Linked DNA regions of Hordeum vulgare: region 1 is linked to region 2. A link is a contact called in public Hi-C data. All regions are on one chromosome and are shown on one strand. The core of a region is the stretch at or near the end of the contact, and the rest is flanking DNA. Distances in the headings are between cores, read along the strand shown. Region 1 has its middle 37 kb from the start of LOC123451126. Region 2 holds the start of LOC123447761 (exosome complex component RRP43).

Region 1 (7,194 bases), core at 3,660-6,159, 160 kb before region 2:
AAATGCTTCACAATGATGCATGAGCATGGCATGTTAACATGATGTTGGTTTTATCTAATGCAAGTGATCACAAGTTAATTCAGGTTTATTTGATCAATATAGATCAATTCTAAACTCCAAATATAAGCATTTATATGCTTATTGTGTAATTGTCCTATTCAGCAAGTTTAAATTGTTCAAACATGCATGAAAATGGTACCATTGGATTCCTTGCATTTTTCTGATAATTTTTCATACATAAATTATTTTCATCCGAGTTATATTTTAATTTCTATGAATTTTCAAAGTTTGGATAATAATCTGGAATTATTTTAAACTAAGAATTGAATTACTGCGTCATGCTGATGTCATCCCTACGTCAGCAGGCCAACTGACCTGTTCAAAGTCAACCCTGACGTGTGGGGTCCACACGTCAGTGTCACATCTACTTAACAGAGTTTAATTTAACTTTAATTCCTAATTTGGAGGCGTTGGGGCCCACTGTCAATGTGTGTGGGGGGCTAATTAGTGCCTAAGCTAATCCCTGATTGGCCAGGCCCACATGGTAGTGGCTCAGGCCGGCGAGGTCGACGTCGGCGACCATCAGGGTGACGGAGCCTCGTCGGAATCGCGGATCCGGTGGCCAACCGACGTGCGGAGGGGCGGAATGGATCGGCCCCTCACCCGCGAGTCCGAAAATAACCATCTTAGGGGCTGGGGTGGACTAGAGCATCGCTGGCGGCAAGATCCAGTGGCGGCGGCGCTCGGTCAGCAAGGGGGCGACAGCTACGGTGAGGGACATGCCACAGGGATAGGGGATTGGAACCGATGGCTCACCACGAGGAGGTTGGGGCCAACGGCGAGCTCGGGGAGGCTCTCTAGCCGGCGAATTGCGACGACGAGCTCCGGCGACCGGAGCTTGAAGACGACGATGGCGGCGGCGCTTCAGGGGGCTGCGGCTCGATTCCTTTAGCGTGGAGGAGCTGCTCGTGGCGGCGGCGATGACATGTTGCTCGAGGAGGCGATGCGGTGGCCGGAGGGGCGACGGTGACCTCGAGCCCGAGCTCGGCAATGGCGGCGAGAAGGAGGAGAGAAAACATGGGAAATGGAGAGAGGAGGAGGAGATAAGGGAGAGAGGGGGTCTTGCTCGCGTGGTGGAGGCGAGGGGAGGCCACCGGCGCGAAGCAGGAGATGGCGCGGCCAGCCGTCGTGCTCATCTTCCCCTCTGCCTATTGGCAAGAGGAGGAAGACGACACAGGAGGTGGCCTGATGGGCTGGGCCTGCCCCTTGGCGCCAGGTAAGCTTCTGTTCTTTTTTTAGTTTGTTTCTTTTATTTCTTTCTGGCATTTGTTTTGATTTGAAAATAAATTTATATCATTTTTATCAAATCCTGGTAATATTTTTAGGTGGCATAATATAAATATCTAATGCCACATTTATTTTCAGGAATTATGAAACTATATTTTATATATAGCAAATATAATTTCATTGCAAATAATTGTTTGATTAAATCAAAAGTCCAAGATAAAATGTTTCTGTGATCCAAAAATATTGGTTGACATTTTTATAGCATGCCAATAATTTATTGGAAAACCAGGGACATTTTCTTGGATCATTTTGAAACAATTTTTATATTGCTTATTTCACAAATTTTTGGTTCCTGAGGCTTGATCACTTCTCCATTTCAAATTCAAAAAAAAATGCATGCATGAATGCTTGACAAGCAAAGTAAAACTAGGGCTGTGACAATGCGGGAGGAAATTTGCAGGTTGCTATTGAAGATGCCCTAGTGATGTAAGTGAGTGAAAAGATAACCAGCCAACGCACGCGCCTCCCCTTTAAAAAAATTAGGTTCCTTCGTCTCCCGCCTGCGTAGCTGTCGGTCCGCCTCATCTCCGGTGGCCTTAGGACATGTGCATGGTGGATCCCGGCCCTTGTCGGTGGGAAGGCTCCGTTTTTAGGTGTGTTTTTGAATTTTGTTAAGATTTGTGTTCTACTCCGGAAGGCGAGACAACGGTGGCTTCCTAAAGATGAAATAAGGTTCTCCCCCTAGCCCTTGTTCCGGTGGTGCTGGTGCATCTAGCATCGTTTGTAGGCGTGTGGAGTTGTCTTCGGTGGATTTGCTCGGATCTGTCCGTCGCTCGTCTATGTTCATGTGTTTTTAGGTTGGATCCTTATGATTTAGGTTACTCTTCATCGATGGCGATTGCCATTCTGGTGCGTGTGGCCCTATGATGTCTTAGCACGACGATTTCCCAACTGACTATTACAACAAGCTTTGCCCGATTTCGATGAAGAAGAGATGATGACGACAGCACACCTTCGACTCGCTTGAATACTTGTAGTCGTCGCTACGTGAGACGAGACGTGATATATGAATCTAAATGTAGATTTTATTATTTTTAATGTTTGTGGTACTGCCATGATTAAAGATGGATATGTCCGATATTTTCCGGGGCAAAAAGTAATGGAGAGGTACATGGAACGGATAGAGTACACCTACTACGGAATGCTACAGGGTCTCTTTCCTGTACGGATGGCGCCGGACATTTTCAACAGGCAAACTCGTCAGTTGCGAGTGAGGCTGTCGCACTTGACAAGGACCCTGCGAGCTGCAGCAAACAACGTACCAGCTTCTTTAACGGGTACCGAGTATCTTCTGTAAATCAAGCGGGCAGGCTAACGGACGAGTTGTGCCCAGAAATGTGTGCCCTCTACATGCTTGCAAGGTGAGATACAGCTGGTACGTCGTAGATGGCACGTGAGCCCTCTCCATCCTTCATTTTTTGCAACGTGCGATGCGGCGAGCAAGGGTATGTCCTGACGGAGGTGCCGGCCGCCCAAGCCATTGGCGGCCGCTCCATCGTCTGGGTAGCGTTTGGTCATCGTTTGTGGGGAGGAGAGGGAGAGAAGGCATCGGTGCGCGAAGAAGAAGAAGAGAGAGCGTCGGTGGGGAGAGGTGTGTGGCCACCGGACGGGAAGGAGAGGGGTCGCCTTATATAGCCTCGGGCGGGCGGGCACGCGGAGCGGCGGCGTGTGAACGCGTGGCGGGAACCGACGGGACGTGTGTTGCCGCGTCTTCACTGCGTCGTCCGTGAATCAATGAAAGGCTGACCGCGGCGCAGCCTTCGCACTGATTCCGGAAAACGAGGCGATGAGGACGACGACCGCGCGGTCAGTCGCTTACTCGACGGGCACATCGTTTTTTCACGTCAAAAACGTTTCTGTCGACGCCTCCGGACGACCTCCAATGCGCTGGATTCGGCCTCGGACCGCGAGAGCCAATTTCGGTCCGAGCCGGCGAAAAACGAGATCCTAGGGGCGCGAGTGGTTCGTTAATCCTTCGCCGGCGGAAAAAATGGCCGAGAGGGGGGGGGGGGGGGTTGTTGGGGGCGTGGTTGAAGATGCTCTTAGCACGACGACTTTGCAACTACCTACCACAACAAGTTTTGTCCGACTTCAACGAGAAAGAGGCGATGACAACAGCACACCTTCGGCTCGCTTGAGTGTGTGTAGTCGTCGCTACGTGATCTATAAATGTGAAAGTAATTTTTATTATTTTTATTGTTTGATGTACTGCTTGATTGAAGATGAATAGGTCAAATATTTTTTAGGAAAAAGAAAGTAATCGAAAGGGTACAATGGAATGTCCTACATATAGTAGGATTCTAGGATCGGTTGGTCATATATATACCAATCCGACGGACGGAAAACAATGTGAATGCACCAATAATTATTTTCTTTCAGGCATTGGATGTTGTTTGATTTTTTGATTGATTGCAAGTTTTTTAGTAGCTTACCAAGCTAACTGCGAAAACCAATTTTTAACGTCGAGGCGCTTTCTTAATAAATTGAGTCAAACATAATAGGACAAAACTATGCAGCGGCGCCGCATCCGCATCTTGCCGACACCCTAGCTAATCACCTTCCAATGCAAAATTAACATCACATTAATCACCTTACTTCAAAAAGTGTTGCCGTGGCGCGGGCTCTCTCTCTACCATGCATGGATACAATGACGTCATTAAAGATTCGTCTAAATGATTGAAATTTGAAAAGTTTTATCTTTAAAACATTCAATTTGATTAATGATCTATTTTCATTGTTGATTTTATTTTAATAAGATCTTTAAAACTACATCCCATATCGATACGTTTCAAGAAAAAAATCTAGTCATACTTGTCACATTTGCTACATTTACTCGTCATATTTGTAAAACAATAACTTGCCGGATAAAAATAACTTCATTGTCATATTTTCAGTAATTGCATGTAAATATGACAACTCTACATAATTAACTGGCAACCACAAAGAAATTATTTTTGCCATTCCGTGTAAAAATGAACTCTCGCATATTTAAAACTGACAAACCACAAAGAAATTATTTTGGCGATTTCGTGTAAAAACGAACTCTTGCATATTTAAAACTACCAACCACAAAGAAATTATTTTGGCAATTCTGTGTAAAAATGAATTGTTGCATATATATTTGAAACTGGCAACCACAACAAATTGTTTCGGGCAATCACGTGTAAATAAGACAGCCAAACATAATTAAACTGGCAAATCACAACAAATTATACGTATTTAACAATCAAATGTAAAATTGACAACTCAACATAGCTAAATTGGCAAGTACAACCTATGTCAACATTTTGTATCGTGTGTAATGAAAAATTCAAACTCTGAGATGCATCGAGATTAAATTAGCAAAAAAAAAAAATATATAGCTGAATAGCTACGGTAGCAAAAGGTATAATGGGCAAACTAGTTGATCACGATTAAATAATGCAGCTACATCGCGCTGTCGTACTTTACATGCATGACTGCTGTAGCCCGATAATGACACATGCGCTAGTCCAGCAGGATTGTCCATGCACGCGACTTGCAGCGTGATGCAGCCGCAGCACGGAAACAACGTCATTATTTAAATTTTCCCAGCATAATAATACATTGCGAAACGGAGAGAGTACACTTTTTTTAAGGGCGGATAGAGTACACCTACTACCGAAAAAAATGGTTCAATCTCCGAATGATACAGCGTCTCTTTCGTGTGCGGGCGTCGATGGCGCCGGACATTTTCGACACGCAAGCTTGTCAGTTGCGAGTGAGGCCGTCGCACTTGACGAGGACCCTGCGAGCTGCAGCAATCAACGTACCAGCTTCTTTATCCCTTTTTTTTTTTTGAGGGGACGTACCAGCTTCTTTGACGTGTACCGAGTATCTTCTCCTAATCAAGCGGGCAGGTTAATGGACGAGTTTGTGCCCAGGAACGTGTGCCCTCTCGAACCGCATGCTTGCAACGTGACGTGAGATGCAGCGGTGAGCATGTTGGCACGTGAGCCCTCTCCGTCCTTCATGTCCTAGGTGACACGTACGCAACTACCGTGACTGGATCTCTGTCAAAAGAAAAAACAAGAACCTGTCTCTTTGGCCCTTGGGAATTTGGTAAGATTCTGTCCCTTGGAAAATTGTTTGCATATGGGATCCTAGTGTTTTTAGTAAGACAACGGCTGTGATTCTATTATGAAGGAGAAAGGCCGACGGCCAAATATGGGAGGAAAACGCTTCTGATCTGTAGTCTGAAGACCCGTCCGTGCCAGACTACTCGAAGTCCGTCGATACGATTGGAAAGTTGACGCTCCAGATTTCATCCTGTATTAATAAAAAAACAAAAACTGATTCCTTCATTTCCTCGTGCGCAATCCCCTCCTCTAATCTCTCGCTACGAATCGGCCATTAATCACCGGACCTGCTGAGCCCTGCTTCCCACGTCTCTTGCCTCGCCGCCAACTCGCGCTCACCAGATCCAGTGTGCCGCCGTTGTCTAATCCGAACTCCACCAGCCAACGACGACAGTTCCACCTCACCAGCCAGCTCCATCTGACCCGCACCTCCAACCCAATCCCCCTCACATCGGTGGACCACACCACCCAGCTTCGTCCTTCGCTCCTCCCCGCCGAGCAGCACGGCTACGCCCCAGTCCACTCCACCGATGCTGCCCCCGTGCGATTCTGTGGTGTTTTCTTAGTCGCTAGGCTCCCCCATCTATTCAATCAGATGCATCCCCATCGATTGATTCGGCCGGCTGGAGTACATTATTACTGGATTGCATAATTGCGCCCCTATTTGAAGGAAGGCATCTCCAAAGCAAAAGGTATGCACACTTCGTGGACTGCCGCACATTTGGAGATTTGCAATTTTTGCAAGGGATTGTGTGTGTGTGTGTGTCTTTTCCCCAAAAAAAGAATTGTTGTTGTGTAATTCATCTGTTTTTATTTCATGTTTCTGTAAAATTTTAGTTGATGGAAGCTCATAAAACCTCCAATTAGGGTAGATGAGATCCACTTGTAGATAATAAATTTCTGCACCCGGTTGTTAGGGGCAAGCAGGCTATTTTGCAATCTCAAATTTATGTGTTTCCAATGTATCTTCCTTATGCATCGATTTCAAAGAATTAGTGCTTCCTATGTACAGAAGGAATTTTTCCATACTGCTTATTATATATGTACTGATGAATCTTAGCATCTACCATGCTTTGTATGTATGGACTGCATTTCAATCTTGCTATACTTCTTAGGTGTAAAAAATATTTATTCATAGAATTAACAAAAATGCACCATAGGTGATTCATACGTACATAAGCTTATTTCATGCTATGGAACTTCAGGCTCTTGCCATGTTTCTAGTTGTATAGATGTGAAGTTCATTGCCTTAGAGCATCCTTGCTTTTTACGGGTACATAACTACATATAGAACAACAATCTTGCTTCATGATTGGTATATATGTTCTATATATCTTTAATACAACAGTATGTCGTGCTTGCATATTTATATTTCATTCTATATATCCCCTCGCTCTCTCGTCTTTTGAATGTCTATGCTTTCATGCATGACAAAATTAAGAGGATGGAATTGACGGGCCATTTGCTAGCGTATGCAACTGTATGTCTGTGCTTCCATCTTACAATAATTGTTGTTGCTTCAAAATGCTAAATTCTATGTTTTGGCCATACATGTGTTCTTCCACACTTTTTCACCATACATACCTTACTTACGTGTTTCCACTCATATTTTTCATTGCTTCAAAGAATTATGTTTTGCTTTAAGCAATTTGTTTGCGTTTTGGACAGCATTGGAAGAACTATCTGAAGCACCGTTGCGCTGACAGGTTACTTTTTGAAGCCAGCGGAAACAAAGCGATGTGTTGCTGCT
Region 2 (6,983 bases), core at 1,557-4,056:
AAGGAGACATGGAGATACTGCTAGTGCCAAGTCACACAAATGTTCAACTACAGGACAAAACAAGCAGAATCAAGCAGGATACAAAAAGTCCCTTGTAAGAAAGTAACCAAGTAACAGCATCGTTTCCTCTGCCAGGTTTATCACAGAATAAGTGTGTGAACAGCTTTAGGCCAGTGCTCTCAACAAATGAAATGTATTCTCATATTGAGAACCTGGCACAAGCTTAATGCAGTACATACCACTTACAGTAATATACACAGATTCTCTATTCAAACCTGAACTATCAAGGTAAAGAAAATCAAGTTGAGAGATCATTCAGATTCATTCCAAAAGTTCCATGCATAAACCATCAAAGTATTCCGTGTTACAGTGTCAGTTTGGTTGAAAAAATCAAGTCAATCATGAGTCATGCCATTGTACCTTACTCGAGTTAGAAACAAAACTTGGGACTCACACAATATGGTTTAAGCTACCGTATTTTATATGGTTCTCGTTGTTCGGAATTTCAAAAGGTTATATAAACTTCATAACTCAAAAATCAACCCATACAAAGTACAAAAATTGACAATACTATGGTCAGGTCTGGTTAAAATGTGAAGGTGCATACAAATTTTCTCAGTTAACTCCATGAGGCGCTTGAAATATAAAAAAAAGTAGAAAGACAAGATTGAATCACTAACAGTTCATACTTTATTGAGTAACCACCAGCAGAAAACCAATAGTATAGTTTCCAATTATAGGTCAACTGAATAGTGGAAGGATATCAAATTAACTAAGAGAGAGAACAAATTGAACTTACAATGTGTAAATGCAGCCACCACTGAAATCAATGCAGCATCGAAAAGAGATCCATCAGCATTCAAACAATAGACATCCTGTAAAATTGAGGTGTCAAGAAATAAACGGAGCACATATCTATTTGGCATACTTATTACGAACGGGTATCTCAAACTTATGTCTCGTCATTGGGTTTGTACAATGTACAAGCACGCCACATGCTTGCCCAGTGCAGCAATCTAGAGAAACAACATATCTGGTGCTACCATACACGAGGCATGAACACCACATTACACAAGCAACTCTTGTTAAGTAGAGGTAGGAGCTCAAATTAACCACCAACATCAGAACTATATTAAATCCTAACTACATCAGCATAGTAAGAAATAGAAAAAGACAACAGAGTTATCATGCATACGCTCTTATTTTCTTTAATTTCTGCTGTGTTTTATTTATCTTGTTTGTTGCTACGCTAAGCTGATCATACTCCATTGAGGAGCGCTAATGTTAGTGTCGATCCTCAGTGAAATTCAGGGGTGGAGGCCTTCCAAATCTTATTCGACTTAACAATATCACATGAATTTTGTCCTAGTGACTTCTGAAGATGGTTGGTCAGGGAAATGTTTTGGTTCAATGAACACTGACGAGCTCACAATGTCAAAATCGAAGGTGTATTACCAAGTATGCTACCCACGAAGCCTTCCCACTGATCAAACAGAGCTCCTTCAAATTTAGCATCCCAGAGCTACAAAAGAGGATACAATAAAGTAATTTCAGTGTATGCCATATATGAGAAAAGAGAAGTGTTAGAGCACGATAGGTAGAAAATTTGTGTAATCATGTAAATCACCGAACTTACATCTCCAATCTGGGACAGAAAAAAAATCACCTGCATCCCTGAGCAGCAAGCACACTAATGCCTATCCTATAACTTGCATTTGAAACAATCAAATAATCACCGGAATTTTATGCGGCGAAAGAAATGTAAAATCACACCCCTGAGATTTCAATTCACAGAAACAATTTGTGGAAAATATATTTGAAACGACCCATTTACATCAACAATCATATGTCGGACTTCAAGTGATCAGCAGGCTAAAGGAAAAGAGAATCAAATGAATAGATTTCAAACAGTGCTCTTGTAGGTGCGACATACAGTACTTATTTGCTGTGGAAGAACGAACCAACAGAAGTAATCATATCCCACTATCTAAAACTACACCATAACGATTTGCTGAAAGCAGAATACAGTAATACATCCATCCCTTGTGTCAGCGAGGCGAAGATAGACAAGAAATGGCAAGCCACAACAAAAACCTCATGAGGACGTCCTCCAGGGCCTTGGAGATAACCGGCGCAGCCTCCGCTGGCCGTCCTGGTCTTACAAGCGGGGAGCAGATAGGCGGCATGTGGAACTCCACAGCTGTGGAAACAACAGTGAAGTTAGCCAAACCGTTGAGAACTAGAGCACCGGCAGCAGCAGCAGCAGCTAAAGGAAGAGCAAGGCCACACGAACCAACTGATCCTTGGTCCGGGGTCTCGGCGGGGGGCGACATCACCTCGAGCTTGATCGACGCGAGCATGGCCTGGGGCAACGGAAGGCATTTCGTCAAACAGGTGGGGCGCAACGCCAGCCAATACGGCAATGGGAGCCGGATAAAAGGTCGTGGGGTCGAAAGGGGGAGCTTACGGTGTCGCCGAGGCGGACGAGGGCGGACCCGTGCGCGGAGGAGACGGCGCCGAGCGCGACGGTGGTGGGGCGGGCTTCGGCGAGGCGTCGGGCGTCGGGCCGGACGGACTCGCGGAGGTGGCGCTCGAGGAACGCGAGGGGGAAGAGGCGGCGGTACGCCTCGACCTCCATCTCCCCCGCGAGCCCGCCGGGCGCCGTCGCGTCGGTCTCCGCGGCCATTCCCACGGTCGGCGGGTCGCGCCGTGCTCTGTCGGGAGGGAGAGAGAGAGAGGGAGGGAGGGAAGAGCCGCGGGGTTCCTAGGGTTTATGCCGCCCGGCCTCCCTGTAGCTAATCAGCGCCGGCTGCTTCGCGTGGTCAAATGAGCTGTTTAAGAAAGCTGCATTTCGAAGTTTTTCAAATAAAATAAAAATACATTCACGAAAATTTACTCTTACAAAAGATAAATATAAGGCTGTTAATTATGAAAGTTCAAAAAAAAGGCTGTTACTTATGACTTAAACTAGGTTATGTAACTGTTGCAAAAAAATGGGGAACGGTACACGTTCGCTAGATGATTTTTAAAAATTATCCGTCACCTAGCTAGTCGTCGGATGCCAATCTAACGCCCTGCATTCCCGCCGCATGGTCAGTAGTTATTTCCTGAAACGACGCTCGAGTTGTGGAAACTTTCGCTTTGTTGCAAGAAATAAACTTTGGATCCGTTAATTCCTGAAACAACGGTCGAGTTTCAGAAACAAATTGCTTGTTGCAGATTTTTTTTTTCGTCTTTCTGTAACATAGTATTTTTACAGAAGAATTTTTTGCAACAACGCTCGAGTTTCAGGAATTTTTACAACGAAAGTCACGTTGCAGCCGGGATCCATGCTCAACGGAGAGTCGGGCGCGCGAGCAGGGACGCATCTCCAGCGAGGCAGAGAAGCTCCCCGACGGCGGGACTCGCCGGCGTTCGCGCCGCACACCTCCTCGTTCGTCGCACAAGGTGGGGATCCGGCGATCCGGCGAGGTGGGGATCCGGCGAGGGGCTGGATCTCGTCAGCGAGGTGGGGATCCGGCGAGCTGGCGAGGACCGACGGCGGCGGCGGTTCGCCGGACTCCGACAGGCTCGTCCCCGGTAGCAGAGGAACCTGGAATGCTCCAGCTTCAGCCCCCGTTCGTGAAACAACGCTCCAGTTTCTGAAACAACGAACCAGTTTCAAAATCTGGTTCGTGATTGAGGCGAGATCTAATGAACGAGCGGGCGACGGATGGATCAACCGGATCAGCCGGTGGGATGTAATCTTTTCCTTAAAAAAATCAGCAAAATGGTTGCTTAAAAAAGTTTGCAACAAGGCATATGTTACAGAAATAATTCTACTATGTTGCAAAAAAAAAATTAATTATGCAACAATCTGCGTTGCAATTGTGAGGCACACTCTATTTGTCAGACACGAAAAATTTGACGGCTCACGGCTGATCTTTTAAAAGGATCGGTCTAGTATCTACAGAATCAGGGGATTGAACTACACCCAGACATGCGCAGCCCGGACCGAAAAACCCAGGCCAAGCCGGACCGTGCTTTGTGTTCGGCTGGGCTCAGGATTGAAAACTAGGCCCGGTTTGTATTTTGGGATGGACTCAAGCTTGAAAAATTGTCATTTTACACTGAGGCCCAACCCGAAATTGATCTTATTATTCCATTAGGGCCGGATGTTTATTTTTTGGCTGGGCCAGGTCAGACTCGGACTTGAGATTTTCCGTTCGAGCTTTCTCAAGCCTAAAATGATGACTAGCCAGCGTTTGCTGGGATGGGGATAGCAAGCCGACGTTTTTTATGGCAACTTTATGCCATAGGAGATGGCGAATCTTGCCCTTTTTGGCTGCAATTTTTGTTTTCTTCTTTCCAGAAATTGCCACCCCAATACAACTAAACTTTCCATGGAAAACATTCACAATTGCCATCCTCCCCAGCAAACATTCGCTGGCTATTGCTCGCTATTGGGGTCCATAAAAATAGCCCACATCAGCTTTATAAACATCTGGAATAACCGGAGGTAATTTGGGGGCTTTAAGCCCCATATATCTAAGGGCAAACTGAGCAAGCTACATTACGGAACCCACCACAAGGCATTGGACAGGGAAGATCTTAGGTTGTTCCGTGGCATTGGTTAGTATACATCAGACTACGAGCTCAGTTCCAAATGTGTTTACTCTTCTCATGTTCATGTGCTCTATGCATGCTTTGCTCTCTTCAAAATAATTATACTACTGGAAGATCACTAATATGTCACTTCTTGCCTTTTCGTGCAAGGTAGCGCTCTCGGGCCGCCTGGATTTTACTATCCACATCAGATTGCTTAGCAGCCGCAGCTTTTGTTGGCGACCCTGGTTGCTTCTCCTCTAGAGATTCGGAATCTGTCAACGCACTTGAACCGCCGCTGCAACAAGACACTCAAGGTTACTTGTCTAGCTAGCATTGTATCATGACACCGGAATGATCACCATTTGAATACATGGCTTTCATACCTTAATTTGTTTATGTTCAGTTTCTCAAGCTTCTTCAAGATTGGTTTAACCCAAGTCTGCTCAACCCCACAAACATTTCTCATGAAAGGGCGGGTAGTATTTATTAGCTCGTGGTAGACGACATACACAGGCAGTTTCCCGTATTCATCACCTTCCAGTACAGAAGATGGATGCACCTGCAAAAAAGACGTACTTAGGAAGGTGCCAGTGTAGTTGCGCAATTAAATTAGCAGACTACAAGATGTGGTAAATAAAACAAAGGTACAGTTCTACAAGAGGAGGTTAAATATGTCGATGAATCAGAATTCTTGTTGCATGACAGCTGTTCTCCACAAATGATATTCGGCATGTCATAACCACGTTTCCAAATGGCACAAACAACAAACTCTATGTCCCCTAGAATAAACATATTAAGCATTGCTGAGAAATAACTGTGAACTTCAAGTAGCAACTGGCAGTTCCACTAATTCCAAAGGAAAGTCAAGACAGGCACAAATGAGACATACTTGTTACCTGTGATTCCACTATCCTATTCTGAATTTTAATTGACCAGGATGATCTCCGCGGTGGTGGATTTAAATTAAATGGTCTAAAATGACTTAAATGGTACCAGCCCGTCCCATAATATAAGAACGTTTTCCCAATTGTTTTAGCTCAAAAAACGTTCTTATGTTATGGGGCGGAGGGAGTAGATCACAGCTTTAGAAAACCCGCTTACGGTTTGCTGGTAATGTCTGCAAGTATAAACGATTTGAACACAGAGGCACTAGTTTCTGCATGTATTACTGGTTCCAGTCTTCCTTGCTTTTTAGTCCCTAGCATTCTAAACTAACTGAATCTAACAGACAGATTACCAAGGTTATACCTGCACAAGTTGTGTCCTGTAGCCAACCGTATGGTAACCATTATGATGAATCATCCTCTCCGCTAACTGGTTGCCATATCCTACACAAAGTGCTCTTCTCAATTTTCTGTAGTCAGGGTCACTCTTCCGTCCTCTCCTTGCTTGCAAATCTGTTGGACCTGAATTTTACAAAGAAAGTTCTCTTACAAAATTCAGCCAAGTTAAGCAATTTCCAGAAAATGTGGCCAAGTCCAGGACTGCAACATACCAGGCAGAATAGATTATAGTATTTTGTAGTTCTCCAATTAAATAAAATACAGGAATTTTGGAGATGATTCAAGGATTCCAAAACACGAGCTTGAAAGAAGAAAAACTGAAGGAGAAAAAGACTCCAACCACTTTCCAGCAATCTCGGGGAGAGCAATGTACATGATATTTTCAACTCATACGAACAACATGGTGTGGCTGTCACAATATTTCCTTTTTGTCCATAAATTATGATTATTTTACTTGTTGTGCTGAAATTTCAACAGGAGACAGCATATACATTAATAATTTGACATGTTCTGCTTACATTCCAACAATAGGAAGCCTTAATTCAAGGAAAACAAATATACTACCATTAGGCAACAAAGACTAGTTTATCTACATACAAGGACAAAATCTGCCGTGCTATTTGAAGAAACAAAATTTGCTACTCTGATTAGTTGCTATCTAATTATATTTACCTTCAAATTAAAATTAGACAACATACAGCCTAAAATACTTTATAAAGAAGAATTTTGACAACACAATCTGAAAGGATTACTCAAAATTACAGAGAGCATCAAGCATCTACTGACTGGAATTTTATGCTCTTAAGATCATATGCACACACAATTTTCTTGAGTACTTGTGGACAGACCCAGTGCATAGAAGCTCCCACACAAGGTGGGGTCTGGGGAGGGATTATACGAACCTAGTCTTACCCCTGCTACAGTGTAATGCAGAGAGGCTGGTTCGAACCCAGGACCTCTTGGCACAAGTGGGGAGTACTTCACCACTGCGCCAGGCCTGCCCTCTTCTTGAGTACTTGTACACTTAGGAAAAAAAATACATGTTGAACATGTATACATTTTATTTTCGAGGGGTGAACATGCGCAATTTTTGTTGGCAAGAATATCACAACA

Evidence for each region. A called contact is a pair of places that touch in the nucleus more often than the background predicts.
Region 1: a Hi-C map of leaf shows a contact between it and region 2, with 4 times the contacts expected there. The contact joins the enhancer-like site here to the promoter of LOC123447761 in region 2. A contact is called at or near these places in 2 of 6 Hi-C or Micro-C datasets (leaf and seedling).

The regions. Positions count from the first base shown.
Region 1 is chr4H:37,419,151-37,426,344 of MorexV3_pseudomolecules_assembly, reverse strand. No RefSeq gene overlaps it. Among protein-coding and RNA genes, the nearest start is that of LOC123451126, 37 kb to the left of the region's middle. Within about 2 kb of position 4,909, at least 1 of the 3 cell types and tissues checked has open chromatin away from gene starts, as enhancers often do. A contact at or near this core is called in leaf, where this site is marked.
Region 2 is chr4H:37,256,447-37,263,429 of MorexV3_pseudomolecules_assembly, reverse strand. It overlaps LOC123447761 (exosome complex component RRP43), which reads right to left and starts at 2,806. Exons shown (of 7, transcript XM_045124414.1): 1 at 2,468-2,806; 2 at 2,294-2,363; 3 at 2,095-2,200; 4 at 1,456-1,522; 5 at 800-875. The coding sequence starts at 2,686. It overlaps LOC123447760 (probable pre-mRNA-splicing factor ATP-dependent RNA helicase DEAH4), which reads right to left. Exons shown (of 16, transcript XM_045124413.1): 14 at 5,836-5,993; 15 at 4,971-5,146; 16 at 4,400-4,882. The coding sequence ends at 4,732.